3 separate regions of the Sus scrofa genome follow, and all the other regions are linked to region 1. The links are chromatin contacts, called in public HiChIP or PLAC-seq and promoter capture Hi-C maps. All regions are on one chromosome and are shown on one strand. Each heading gives the region's core, a stretch centred on a gene start, on an enhancer-like site or on the middle of the called end of the contact. The rest is flanking DNA. Distances are from core to core; before and after follow the strand shown. Region 1 holds the start of POLR1D (DNA-directed RNA polymerases I and III subunit RPAC2). Region 2 holds the start of RPL21 (60S ribosomal protein L21). Region 3 holds the start of URAD (putative 2-oxo-4-hydroxy-4-carboxy-5-ureidoimidazoline decarboxylase).

Region 1 (4,316 bases), core at 1,235-3,734:
AAGGATACTAGATCAAAGCCCATTTTCTACAGGGGTGCAGCGACGGGAATCCAGTCTGTCCAAGTACATAAAATTGATCTGCTGAGATCGACTTCATCAGTACTGCGTCACAGGTCAAGCAAGAAGGAAAAAAAAAAAAAAAAATCAAAATCTGTCCTGGGACGAAGGCCAATTTACAAGTAAGTATCACTGCTGCGAGAATGTGAAATTCTTAACGTGAAGACAGTTCCCATAAACTCACAACGGTTTCCTCCTCCTGAAGATTCACACGTTCACTCAACTTCGTTTCTGCGATTTCAAAAGAAACGTCTACGCAGCTAAGCCCCTGCGTGAGTGTCCTGGAGCTCCCGGCAGACAGAGCCGTCCTGATTCATAGCCTTAAATGCACAAGACACATCAGAAGAAACAGCACATCTGAGTCCCAAGCCCTCCGTCTAAAACACGGCATGAAGCTCTGAAAAGCGAGGGACGTCTTTCCTGAACGGAGCTGTGTGTTCAACTGCTTCCAAATCGAGAACCCTATTTTGAAAGATGCCAAGTTTCTCCCCCACCCTCTCCACCCTAAAGGGAGAGGTGACAACTCACAGGCAACAGGCGGGACGGGGCGGACGACCCCTCCCCGCTCCCGTCCAGGGGAACCAGACCGGCGCTGGGCAGCTAGGGGCACTCTCGCCCACGACAACGTACACACAGGGAACAAAAAACTCCTCCCCTCTCTCTCCCCCTAAAACCGGAGCACGCCGCGCAGAGATCCGCAACACGGCGGCCGGAACAGCCAAATGGTCACGGCAGGGGGCTGCCCGCCTGCCCCGGCGCCTGCCCGGCGGCGGGCGCCCGGCAGCCCGGCGCCCTCTTCCCCGGACCTGCGCGGCCGGCCCCACACCGGGTCCGCGGCCCCGCAGCCCGGCCGGGCGCGGAGAGCCGGGAGGACGCTGCGGCGCCGCTCCGGCCGCCTCGCCGCCCCACACCCCTCGCCGCCCGCACCTGAGGCGCGGCCGGACCCGGCGAGCGGGCGCGGAGCGAGGCGGGCAGGGCAAAGTTACTCACTGGGGACGCGCGGCTTCCCGGCGCTTCCGGCTCCCGGCGCCGCAGCCCAGCGCCGGCTCCGCTCTCCGCGGCCCGCTGAGGGAGCGCGCGGCCGGCCGGCCTCCGCTCCGCCGGGAATCGCCGCCGCCGCTGCGGATTTCCTGGCAAGAAGCAAACTCCAGCCAAGACTTCACTTCTCAACCGCCCCTGCTGCCTTCCCCCGGGCGGACGCCAGGGCCGAGCCGCGCAGCCCGACACGCACCGGGGCCAATCGGCGGCAGCACAGGGCGGGAGGGGGGCGGGCCAGAGGGCGGCTCCGCCTATCCGGGAGCTCGGGGGGCGGGCCGGGCCGGGGCTGACACTCCGGGTTAGAGTGAGCCCGCTCCGCCCCTCGCCGCCCGCCCTCCCCACTCCTCGGCTGTCCCTGCCGCTCGCCTGATTCCCCAGCAGAAGACGCGCTCGGGAAGTGCCTCAGCGCTCACCGCCGAACGCTGCGAGGAGAGGGGAACAGCTGGGGGCGGCGGCGAACATCGAGGGGGATCGGGGGTGGGGTAAGGAGAACAGGTGGCGCAGGAAAGCAGAGCTGTAGGCGTGTTGGGCTGGATGACAGCGGGGGTCGAGGGGTAGGGAGCGGGGCTGGCCGGGGTGAGGAGGCGAGGGGAGCAGGAGAGCGTGGAAGGCAGAAGGATTATTAGCGAACGGGAACACTAGGGGGGCGGAGAGCGGAGAGGCGCGAAGGGAGAAGGAGGGCGGAGAGCTAGTCGGACGGTGAAAGGGGGCGGGGGCACCTGGGAACAAAGGTGAGAGGGAGGTTCCGCAGGTGAGGAGGTTTATGAGGCCAAAAGGGTAAAGGGGAAAAGGACGTCCCAAACGAGGCAGGGCGTACTCCAGGGAGATCCTAAGAAAGGATTGGGGGAGTGGGGATCGGGTGGAGATGGTTTCCTTCCAAACTCTCGCTCCTCCCCCCCAAAATAGAAAATGCGTGTCCTTTGACCCCGTTGAGGGGTGCAGCTGCAAGATTCCGGATGAGACAAATACAGTCTTAAACCCATCCTCTTCAGTTGTGAAATTCATCAAAGTGTGCTGATTAACTATAATTTAAGTACGTCGTCCCATGAGAGTCCCTTGGGGGGCAGGGGACCCGCCTGGGACTAACTGTGTCCCCCACAGGTCTAGCAGCAAGTCAGAAGGAGGCCTGATCCTCGCTCTAAGAAGGGGAGTTTGGGGGCCACAGGTAAGGCCCCGCCCCCTTCGCCCGCACCTGGAGGAAGGCACCGGGGGCTGAGCTCCGGCGCCCACCGGCCGGTGCCGGCCTTGGGGCGGGGCGGCAGCCGGACCCCACCCATCTCCCCGCTAGCCCTCCCGGGAGGACTTGCTCTGGGAGCGCAGGTGAGCGGCTCAGGCCTCGCCACGCCCTCCTCGCGCCGGGGGCGGGGCGGGTGGGCGGGGCCCGGGCGGAGCCTCCACGCCCCGCCCAGTGGCCGGGCCCTGCCGCGCCGCTGCGGCTCCTCCCCCCTCCTTCCGTCCGCGCTCCTTCCGTCGGTCCTTCCTTCCTTTCTTCCTGCTGCGCCCGCACGCTTCGCGGTATGGGGCAGAGCCTTCGGCGGGCCGGCACCACCTGAGGATCCCGGAAGCCGCCCCCGCGATGGAAGAGGACCAGGAGCTGGAGAGGTAACGGCCGGGGAGTGGGGGCAGGAGAGGCGGGCCGCGCCCTGCCCTGGGAGCCGGCGGCCGGCCGGGGCCTCAGCCTCCGCGGCCCGGCCTAGCAGCGAGGGCCTGGCTGGGAGGACAGGCGAGGAGGAGGGAGCGGTGGGCGCCAGGGTGGGGAGAGGGAAGAGGGGGCGGGAGACCTGGATGGTTTGAATGGAGGCGCTCAGTGCTCTAGATATCGAGGAAGGAAGACAAGTTGCGAGACCAGAGTTAACTGCCCACCCCCCGCGTTGGAAAAGCAAGAGGAAGCATAGCTAACGTTCCGAACCACGCACCGTCCCCTGTTACCGGAGCGATGGGATTGGTGTGTTGGTCGGGCCCAAGTCCCTCCTCCGTGTAGAGCGCTCTTTAAGCTACTCTGCGCTGAGTGCTTTTTCTCCCTCCTGCTTGATGACTCTTCTCAGACTTTCCTTTCTAGTTTCCTTACCTCCTGCACGTTGAGGAGCTTTAGTTTCTATTTTTATAGTCGCGTTTTCCCACGCCTTTCAACTCCCCTTCCATCCTCTGGCAGGGCCCACCCGTTTCTAATAATAGCCCTTTCTTGTGACTCTACCAAATAAGATTTAGCAAGCTTTTTTAACGACACTCCCCTCGTGGCCATGTGGAGGGCCAAATGGCGTAGGGAGAAATTGGAGGCGATAAATTAAATATTGGTAGAATATGTGGAGGCAGGAAAATAAAAGGTTCATGCTAACAGTTCTCTGTAACTGCAGTGCATTGGAGTAATAGCATGTTACCATTGTGATACCGTAGATGAAAAAAGCTAGATACGAAAGCATATTCAGTATGATCTCATTTTTGCAAAAAATGTGTGTAGAAAAATATCTGGATTGAAGACCCCAATGGCTGAAGGCGAGAGGAAGACAGCCCTGGAAATGGTCCAGGCAGCTGGGACAGATAGACACTGTGTGACATTTGTTTTGCACGAGGAGGACCATACCCTAGGAAATTCTCTTCGCTACATGATCATGAAGAACCCGGAAGTGGAGTTTTGCGGTTACACCACAACCCATCCTTCAGAGAGCAAAATTAATTTGCGCATACAGACTCGAGGTGCCCTTCCAGCTGTTGAGCCCTTTCAGAGAGGCCTGACTGAGCTCATGAATGTCTGCCAGCACGTGCTTGACAAGTTTGAGGCCAGCATAAAGGCATATAAGGATCATAAAGCCGGCAGAAAGGAGTCCACCTTCTAGTCCCTTATGCCCTGTCCAGGGAGGACTGACCTCTAGGAGACCGTATTGGTGCTGTGACAAAGCCCAGAAGTAAAAGTTTGCGATGACAACCTGGTCTGTCCTGCAGAAGAGCCTGCCTCTAGCTCTTAACCATTTCCGCTGTTGGAGTCCCTGCAAGAACCCTCTGTATTCTTCTAATAAATTCCCTCTTTCATTCAAACCGATTTGAGTGGTTTCCGTTCCTTTGTCCTGGAGGTTGACTATTTTAGGGTTGGTGTTTTGTTTTCCTAATTGAACCAACACTGAAAGTGAGGAAACCATGAGAAAATCAGGGGCCTAGACGAGGACTTGGATGCAGGGAATTAAAAGGAATGTGCATGCACAGCTGAGATCCGGGGAGCGAGAGCC
Region 2 (4,316 bases), core at 866-3,365, 310 kb before region 1:
GGCAACGCTAGATTTTGGAAAGGAAAAAGGATGTTAAGAAAAAATGTGAATTATAGACTTTAGTTAACGGAAACACGCAATACTGGTTCACTAACTGTAACAACTGAACCATTCTAACGTGGACTGAAGTTTGGGATTTGTCATCAGCCTCCACACAGAGTAAAACATGACCCACTGCACCTGCCAACCACGGCACCGACAGGCGGATCTCGGGGTGGAGATCAGGAGGGAGGTACTCTGTGCTCTGGGGACACTGGAAGAGCAGGTCTTCAGATACATTTTCTTTCTTTTTTTTTTGGTCTTTTTGCCATTTCTTGGGCCACTCTCGCGGCATATGGAGGTTCCCAGGCTAGGGGTTGAATCGGAGCTGTAGCCCCCGGCCTATGCCAGAGCCACAGCAACGCTGGGTCTGAGCCGCATCTGCAACCCACACCACAGCTCAAGGCAACGCCGTATTGTCAACCCACTGAGCAAGGGCAGGGATCGAACCTGCAACCTCGTGGTTCCTAGTCGGATTCGTTAATCACTGCGCCACGTTGGGAACTCCAGACAGATATTTTTAGGACATTTTATGAGCCCACTTCTTGCATCCCCTCATATCTAGAAAAACACTAACACCTTTCATGGTGACATCTGCCCCATGTGACAAGAAGTAGCCTTCACAAGACCAGCAGCAAACTTTGTAATATTCGTGCATGGCTGCACGCACCTCCCCCTCCCCCTTTATCACTTACATCTTGATAGTTCCCCTTTCCTCCAGGCGGCAGTATTTCAGAGCTGGCTGAAATACTGCCTTCTGGGCTGTACCTAGTGGACAAAACAAAAGATGTCAAGGTCAGTCACTCCAAAGTTGGGCCAGTTAGCCCTGAAGGAACTCAAGAAAGAAATACTGGCCCAGGGCTGGTGCGTATCAGAGGAGTGATTCCTGTAAGCCCAGACCGTTGCATCTTTCCAAAGAAACTGGTTTTCTGTAAAACTTTTTCTGCAAATCTGGTTTTCTGTAAATCTTTTGTTCCTCATACTCTCTCTTTGTTACAAAAACTCATATATCCTTGCTCCCCCCCTCACCTCTTTGGAGTGGTCTCCCAGGCTTAACTCCTAATTTAATCACCACCCCCCCAGCCAGGTATTCAATACCCAGCTCAAAAATAGTCAAGAAAGTTAAAGCCTCCCTTCTACCCCTTTCTTTATAGTCTCCTCCCTATCAGACAATACCACACTTCTAAATTAGATTTTCAGTTCCTTTTATTCCTGGACTAGTTTCACTACATATGCATGTATAACAAAAGCAATATATAACATTGTTTTACATGTTTTAAAATTGCACCTACGCGAATTCCCACCATGGCACAGTAGAAACGAATCTGACTGGGAACCATGAGGTTGCAGGGTTAGATCCCTGGCTTTGCTCAATGGGTTATGGATCCGGCGTTGCTGTGAGCAATGGTGTAGGTCGAAGACGCCGCTCGGATCTGGCGTTGGCCACCAGCTGTAGCTCCAATTAGACCCCTAGCCTGGGAACCTCCATATGCCCCAGGTGTGGTCCTAAAAAGCAAAAATAGAAAAAAGAAAAAAAAACTGTACCTACATAAATCTCCCTCTTTCTGCTTCATCACATTTCTAGGTTCAGTCTTGACTTACTGGCATATAATATTGCGTCCTGTGAATATCCCATGTTTATGCTCTTATTGATGGAAGTTTCCAATTTTTTGCTCCTACTCACAGTGGGGCTATGGACACCCTTGTCTACACAGCAAAGTTCCTATAAAATACACAGTTAGGAGCTGAATGCTGGAATTTGCTCTTTGGATATTTCGGTTTTACTAGAGTTTGCCCAATTGCTTCAAGGTGGTCTTAACATGTACGCACCTACCAGCAGGTGCGGAGGATGTTTAGACGCGTGGAGGAAAGAGCTGACTGAAAGACATACAAATTGGATAATACACTCTCTCCACCACCACTTGACTTCTGTGCCCACGCAGTCAAGTCTACAAGCGGCAGCTAAGCGCTCAGAGGAAATAACCAAGCGCTCCCAGCGGCCCCACAAAGCAAGCACCCGCCCGCTTCCGGCGTGGCGTCTGTCGCAGGCTTGACGTCAGCACGCTCGGGGCGTCGCCGCCCGGGTGGCGCCCTTGAAGGCCCCTTTCCGGGCTGTCTGGCAAGATCCAAGTGTCCGCTTGCGTGGGTCGAGCACCTCTTTTTCTCAAGAAAGGAAACCATTCTCACAGGCTCTTCTGGTTCCTGGGGACGCTACCCGCCCCCAGAAAAGAGTGGCTGCGGGCCGGCGTCCCCTCAGGCAGCGCCGCGGGCAGCCCGCAGGCCCTTGTAAGGCGCGCGCGCGGCCCCGCCTCCTCCTTTTCGGCCGGCACCGCCATCTTCCAGGTAGGGCCCGCGCGTGGCTCCCGGCGCCCGGCGTGCCACCGGCGTGAGCGCCAGCGCGGCGGCCGCGGCGGCCGGGCGTTGGGGTTCTGGAGAGACTGTCCAGTCCGCTTCGGGCCCGCTGGCTTAGGTTGGGGAGCTATGTCCGTCCGCGGCGGGCTCGGGCCTGGGCCGCGGGGCCGAAGGCCGGGCTCCGACGCCGCGGCCCTGCTCGGGGGACATGCGCTCGAAGCACCGGGGAGAGACACGTGGTTCTGTAATGTTTTCGGTGTGGTGTCCTAATCCCCGTTTGGGAACTTGCAGCGTCATGCTGTGGGGTAGAAGTTTAGGGTAGTGGGAGCGGGTTTAAAGTCAGCCGCCGGCCTGAAGCTCCGGTGAGGCCTGCGTGTGTCTGAAAGTCGGGGGTCGTGTGTCGGTGAACCACACAGGTGCCCACTGCGTCGATCGGCATAAGGAAGTCCCGGCCTTTCGTTGGTGATGCAGGAAATGATTTCTCGCGGCTTTAATTCTGGGCTGGGATCACAGTTGGACAAAGGGAGTAAACTGTGCTGCGGGTTCTGTTTTCGTAACGCCTGGACAAGTGTTGAGCGGAGGAGGGATTCATGAGTAGCCGAGTCAGACCTAACGTGAATAACCACTACATCTGAGTCTGGTTATGCAAACTGCGGGTTGCATTCCGTAGTGGGTCCCATTTTTGGAAGTATTACAGAATTTAAAGCATCGTTGCTTGGGACGTTAAGTATTATTTTTAAAAACGCGTTCGTTTGTGTATTCAACCATGTTCAATTTCTAGCTCAAAAAATGGGTCTAGTGGAAGGAGCGTGGATTCTGGAGTCAGAAGTGACTTCCATTACGGATTGTGCCACTTTGTGACTCCACATAGTGAGGTGGACCTGCAAGCATGTCTCCTTGTTTATGAACTTAATACAGAGTTGAGAATTAAAGCTGAACTTGTGCTGCATAGATGCTTAATGCCTTTTAAAAGGAAGGCTGCATTTGTTTTAACAATGGTTTGCTTCGAATGGGTTGGGTGAACCGTTCTTGTGTGTCTTCTTGCCACACAAGTTAACCTGAAAAAGGTACTTGGGTGTCACTGTTCTTTACGGTTAAGGGGTGGTAGGTAAAAAGAGACTGGTTTATGTTGGAACACTCTCAGAAACCTAAGCTGGCCTTCGGTTTATTTTGCCTTGTGGTAGGAGTAGTTGCTGGCAATGGTATGTTCTCCACTTGGATGATTTGAAGCAATGAAAACCATTTTCTGACCTTTGGGGAAATAAAGTGAAAGGTTCAACTTGTGAAAGCCTATTGATGAGTTCTTTGACTACTATTTACTAGTGATAATCCCTTTCCGAGTGCTAGGAATTGCTCCGTGTTTTGTAGACATTACCTTAGTTGTAAAAGCATTAACCCTATTTCACATGGGAGGGTCAGAGTTTAAGAGTAGGTCTCCCAGCAAATACTGGGCAGAACCTATGTCAGAATGAGTTCAGTGATTTTAAAGCCTACTGTATGTCCTCCTGTCTTATGTTTCCTTGTAAACCTAGATGTATGAAGTGAGCTAGTTTTGACAGTTAATAGATGTTGTATAATGAAACCTGTAGGTTGATAAGAAAGGGGCTTTAGTCTGTTGTGTTAAAACGCAAGACTGAGTTTTGTCATTGTCATGTCCCCGAACAGTACGTATATCTTCTAGTTAGCAATCCCAGTGCTCTTAGCAGTCTAGGCTGGGTTCTCCTGATTAGTGTGGCACAAGTCCTGTTGTGTTTTTATATTCTAATAGGAAAAGTACTGGTTTGGATTTTTAAATCCAGTTCGGCTTTTTAGGAGTTTTAAAGTTATAGAACTTAGGTGGTTTTGGCAGAAAGCTTACTTGGTAAAATAACTTGAGTTTGTTTCTGTTTTGTTTTTACCCTTTATAAGAACCATGCTGAACCGGC
Region 3 (4,316 bases), core at 1,292-3,791, 320 kb after region 1:
TAAGAGTTAAATCCTTCGGGCGGCTGCTATTACCATCGCTGGCTTCGCCTGTCTAATGCCGTGAGGATGAGTAGGATTAGATCCCGGGCGATTAGAGACAGGCTGTGCTCCCAGCTGCCTGAGGGAAGCATAGGGCTGAGAAGCTGGCTCCACCAGCAGGGAGATCCCTCCAGAGAACCGAGCACAGAAAAGCAAACGAGCCTTTGTGTGGCCCAAACTCGGTCCAGTCATTTGTCCCACGGACCCGCCTCTAAAGTCACCCCAGTTAAAGAGTGGCGTGAAGGGATAACACCAGGGTGCATCATCTTTCAAAATCTTCTTCGGAATAATTTCATATATGCATTCAACAAACATTTTATCGAGTCCCAGTATCCACGGAGTGGTGTGGGCGTCCCACACTGGCCGGGATACAGAGGTTCCCTGATGTCTGAGGGTTCAGCCCTGAGAGGTGGGGGACGGTCCACATGCCCCCCCCCTTCCTGACAGCTTGATTTTTACCCCCATCCTCCCCCCTCCCTGGAGGCGCCTAAAAGGAATTAAGAGGAGGTCCCCATTCCGGAGAACTCCTCCGACCCCCGGAAACCGTGGCTGGCGGGGGTCAAAGCGCTGGGCTTCGGAGGGAGACCTCGCTTCCCCAAGATCCCCTCCGTGAAGGGAGCCCCCCTCTGTGAAGGCAGCCCGTCCGTCCCGTCCAGGCTCCTGCAAAGACCGTGCGCCCTGCCTGCCCCGGAGGCAGCCTTGGCGGCTCACCTTTGGCCTCTGAACCCCCGTGGGGCCGCGTGTCATTCTGAGTCACTGGGCTGGGCCTGACCCCAACCCCCCTCCCCTCCCCTCCCCACCCACAAGCGCCTCCCCTTCTCTCTCTGCCCAAGGATTTCAGCGCCGTCCCTCTCCTGCTCCAGAGGGATTCCTGCAGATTTTTGTCTTGCCGCCTCACCCCGCGGGGAGTTGCTGATCTGAGCGCGTTTACTCTGCGCAGCAGTCTGGTCCCAACCGGCCCTTTCTGGTAAGAATGTCAGCCGGTTGCTCTTTCCCCTGGGCCCTGAGATGCGGTGATACGGCGCTGGCTCCTCGCCTGCATTCAGAACATTCCCGGAGCGCACGCGGCTGGGGGGGCCCCCGCTGACCTTTGGCCTGTGAGGCCCCGGGACACCGCGCCTGTTCCTCTTTCCTCGTAACCCCACAGCTTTAATATTTAACAGCCGCTTTGCCCGAGCCAAGCGACCCGTGTTCTTTGATTCCCCTTTGGGCGTCACCAGTGCCGGATCCCCGCTACCGAACTGACCCCCCAAAGAAGGAAATACATCCACCAGCGACCAGCCACTAAAGGAAACATCGAAGCGTATTTTGAGAACCAAAAAGCAGCAGACTCACAGAGAGAGAACAAACCGGTGGTGGTGGTGGGGGGGGTCTGGGGCGGGGAGGGAGAGGGCCACACTTTTAGGTATAGGACAGGCTTGAAAATGTTTTGTGCAGCACCAATGTTTTGCAGCAACTGTCAATGGAAAGTAACCTTCAAAGAGTGTCTAACAATTTATATTTTTTAAAAATTTAAAAAGCCACGGGACCTCTCCCCACTACTTGGACAAGCCCCTCTGGGGTCCCTCGGTAGACCACCTCAGTGTCCGACACTGAAGCCTTACCTGACGGTGGAAGAGCGTCAATAAAGGCAAAAAAGTGCTTCTCTAAATCTTCCAAGCCAGAGAAGGGGCGCTGGGACCAAACAGCCGCTGCGATCAGAGGACATCTCTCGATGACATTCCCAAACACGTCCACAAATTCTCCGAAGTCCATGGAGTTGACCTTCTCAATGTCCATGGCTGCCGTTCCAGCGGGTCGAGGCTCCCCTCTGGGTGAGCGCGGCGGCTCTGCTCCCCAGCTGCTGTTTGCTGAACGCACAGGCTTGTTTTTGATGCAACAGCAGCTTGGCATGTTTTAAATGCCTCTGGGAGAGAAGCGGATCCTGAGTCCTTGTGCAATGAACAAACACAGGCTTAAGGTCTCAGCCAGGATGCAGAGACCTTGCAAAAGGGTAAACACATCCAACCAAACTCCCCCCGCCCCCAACCATCTCAGCTAGCAGGGGCTGTTTTTATTCTCGACATTCAAGGCGGATAGACTTCTGGTGCGATTCACATTTTTATGTCATCGTTATCCCAGGGATGTTTCCCCATAACCCAGACAGCTCATGAGTCAACCCACTTGCTTTGATGGCCCGTCTTGTTGCTGCTGCTGTGGAAAACAGAGAGTGTGTTTTACCCTTTCTCTGTATTGCACATGCTTAACACAAGGACTTAATAGACTCTTGTTCCACCAGATGTGGCATCCAGAATCATTCTGTCCCCTTCTCCTGTGTCGCCCACACACCCTTATGTGTTATTTTCTTCCCGAATATATCTATCCCTGTCTGAAAGCGCCTTGCTTATTGTGTGTATTTATTTGTGTTATCACCTCTCAGCCACGGCAAAGTCCATGAGCCTGGAGACAGTGTGTCTTGTTTGCTTATGTCCCGGGTGCCGAGTTCTGTGCCCACGGGAAGCGTGTAATAAACACGGGGGGGGAGTTGACCCGATGACCACGTGGATTAAATTTCTCACGCGAATACCTGCTATGCCTGCTCAAAACAGCAACACTGTGGGAGAGAAAGACAAAGAAAAGGAGGGCTCAGAATTTAAAATGAAAGCTATTGCTGCTGGTCCCTGTAGAGCTGAAAATGCAAATGTATTTCCAAAAGTCATGCTAACTCCACTTTCATCTGCATCCAAATTCAGTGAGAGGACAGCCTCGTTGTTTCCCAGCTCAGGTGTCACCCTTTGGCTTCCTGGGCCAAAGGGTCACGACTAAAGGACAGACAGAAAAGAAGGTGATGAAATTTGCTTTTCCAAGGGGGGAAATTGGTGGTGAAGTGTGTATATACATATATATATTTAATATTTATATGTTTATATACATATACATACACACGTCCTTCACCGACAGGTGAGGCGTATGTGTATATATGTTAACCATATACATATATTAACCTATATATGATTCACTCTTGCACATCACATGCTTCCCGTAGAAATGTGAAAACACTGGTTCTGTGGTGTGTGTGCAATGGCCCAACCACAGAACGTGCTCTGTTCTCCCTTCTGCCACCAGGGTCACCACAGTCCTTTTGTCCCTGCTGCTTTCCCTGAAGCCCCAGGAAACGGCTCAGGGTCCGTTGCCTCCGCTTCCCCTCCGTGGCGCCCCAGCCTCGGCCCCTCCCAGGGCTGGCTGCGCCCCATCAGAGTTCAGAAGAGGCCCCCGTTCTGGAAGGAGGGCGCCTTCCATCCTGGCTCCCAGCCTGGTTCCCACCCTGGTGCCAGCAACAGAAGCCAGAGCAGAAGCCGAGAGTCCGGAGAGAAGGGGTTCCGGCTCCACTGCTCCTCGACCCCCCACCCACCTTGCACAACCCTTACCTCCTCCTCTTACTCTGCACTCGGAAGCCCCTCCCCCCCGCCAAAAGCGCCCCAGCCAGGGCTTGGAGCCTGGCAGTCCTCAGCCCCCAGCCCCTCTGCAAGCAGCAGGAGAGAGATAGACATCTGAATTTGCAAGCGGAAACTCCTTCACTCATGGAAATGCTGATACGTGGTGGGAAGGGCCTCGCTGCAGACGTGCCTGCATTTCTGGCAGAGCCTGGGAGCCTGACCCCCTTTCAGCCTGTTTTATCTATGACAACAATGCAAGTGCAAACAGCCTGCTCACCTAGGAACTTTTAAGACACAAACGGCCAAAGTATTAAAGAGTCGTGTGCATAGAAACTGCATCCACACACGCACACACAAACTCACCCAAATTCCTAATATGGAATCTGGGGACCCACGCTACAGAAGCACCAGGGGTCCGGCGGGGTGTGTGGGGGGGTGAGCTCAGTTAATCCTGCCTGGCTCTCCCCCAGGCAAACCAATGAAGGAAATTTAAGCTAGTCAGAGGGGCAGGAAATTTTCATCCCAGCAAAAAGGTACAGGGTTGACTTGTGCACTATAAATCGTGTGAATTGTGTGGTATATGAATTACGTATCAATAAAGCTATAATTTCCTTAATTTATATATATTGTTTCATAATTTATGTTTAACCATACAAGCTATGATTCTTCTTCTTTTTTCTTTTTTTTTTTCTTTTTTGCTTTTTAGGGCCGCACTCAAGGCATATGGAGGTTCCCAGGCCAGGGGTCAAATCGGAGCTACGTCTGCCGGCCTACATCACAGCCACAGCAATGACAGATCCAAGCGGAGTCTGCGACCTACACCACAGCTCATGGCAATGCTGGATCCTTAACCCACTGAGC

The links. Promoter capture Hi-C pulls out the DNA fragments that hold promoters and counts their contacts. HiChIP or PLAC-seq counts read pairs in DNA pulled down with a chosen protein or histone mark.
Region 2: a contact with region 1 is called in an H3K27ac HiChIP or PLAC-seq map of alveolar macrophages. The contact joins the promoter of RPL21 here to the promoter of POLR1D in region 1. A contact is called at or near these places in 1 of 47 Hi-C or Micro-C datasets (embryonic fibroblasts) and 1 of 2 datasets of contacts at active chromatin or transcription factors (alveolar macrophages).
Region 3: a promoter capture Hi-C map of liver shows a contact between it and region 1, with 7 times the contacts expected there. The contact joins the promoter of URAD here to the promoter of POLR1D in region 1. A contact is called at or near these places in 1 of 5 promoter capture datasets (liver) and 5 of 47 Hi-C or Micro-C datasets (embryonic fibroblasts and liver).

The regions. Positions count from the first base shown.
Region 1 is chr11:5,041,790-5,046,105 of Sscrofa11.1, forward strand. POLR1D (DNA-directed RNA polymerases I and III subunit RPAC2) reads left to right here and starts at 2,485. Exons shown (of 2, transcript XM_003357811.4): 1 at 2,485-2,697; 2 at 3,554-4,132. The coding sequence starts at 2,672. The coding sequence ends at 3,929. LOC106505238 reads left to right here and starts at 2,571. Exons shown (of 3, transcript XM_013980406.2): 1 at 2,571-2,697. The coding sequence starts at 2,672.
Region 2 is chr11:4,729,632-4,733,947 of Sscrofa11.1, forward strand. It overlaps RPL21 (60S ribosomal protein L21), which reads left to right and starts at 2,116. Exons shown (of 6, transcript XM_003482864.4): 1 at 2,116-2,382. It overlaps LOC102162556 (a long non-coding RNA gene), which reads right to left and starts at 2,060. Exons shown (of 4, transcript XR_002336625.1): 1 at 1,642-2,060.
Region 3 is chr11:5,360,940-5,365,255 of Sscrofa11.1, forward strand. URAD (putative 2-oxo-4-hydroxy-4-carboxy-5-ureidoimidazoline decarboxylase) reads right to left here and starts at 2,542. Exons shown (of 3, transcript XM_003357809.4): 1 at 2,452-2,542; 2 at 1,644-1,970. The coding sequence starts at 1,932.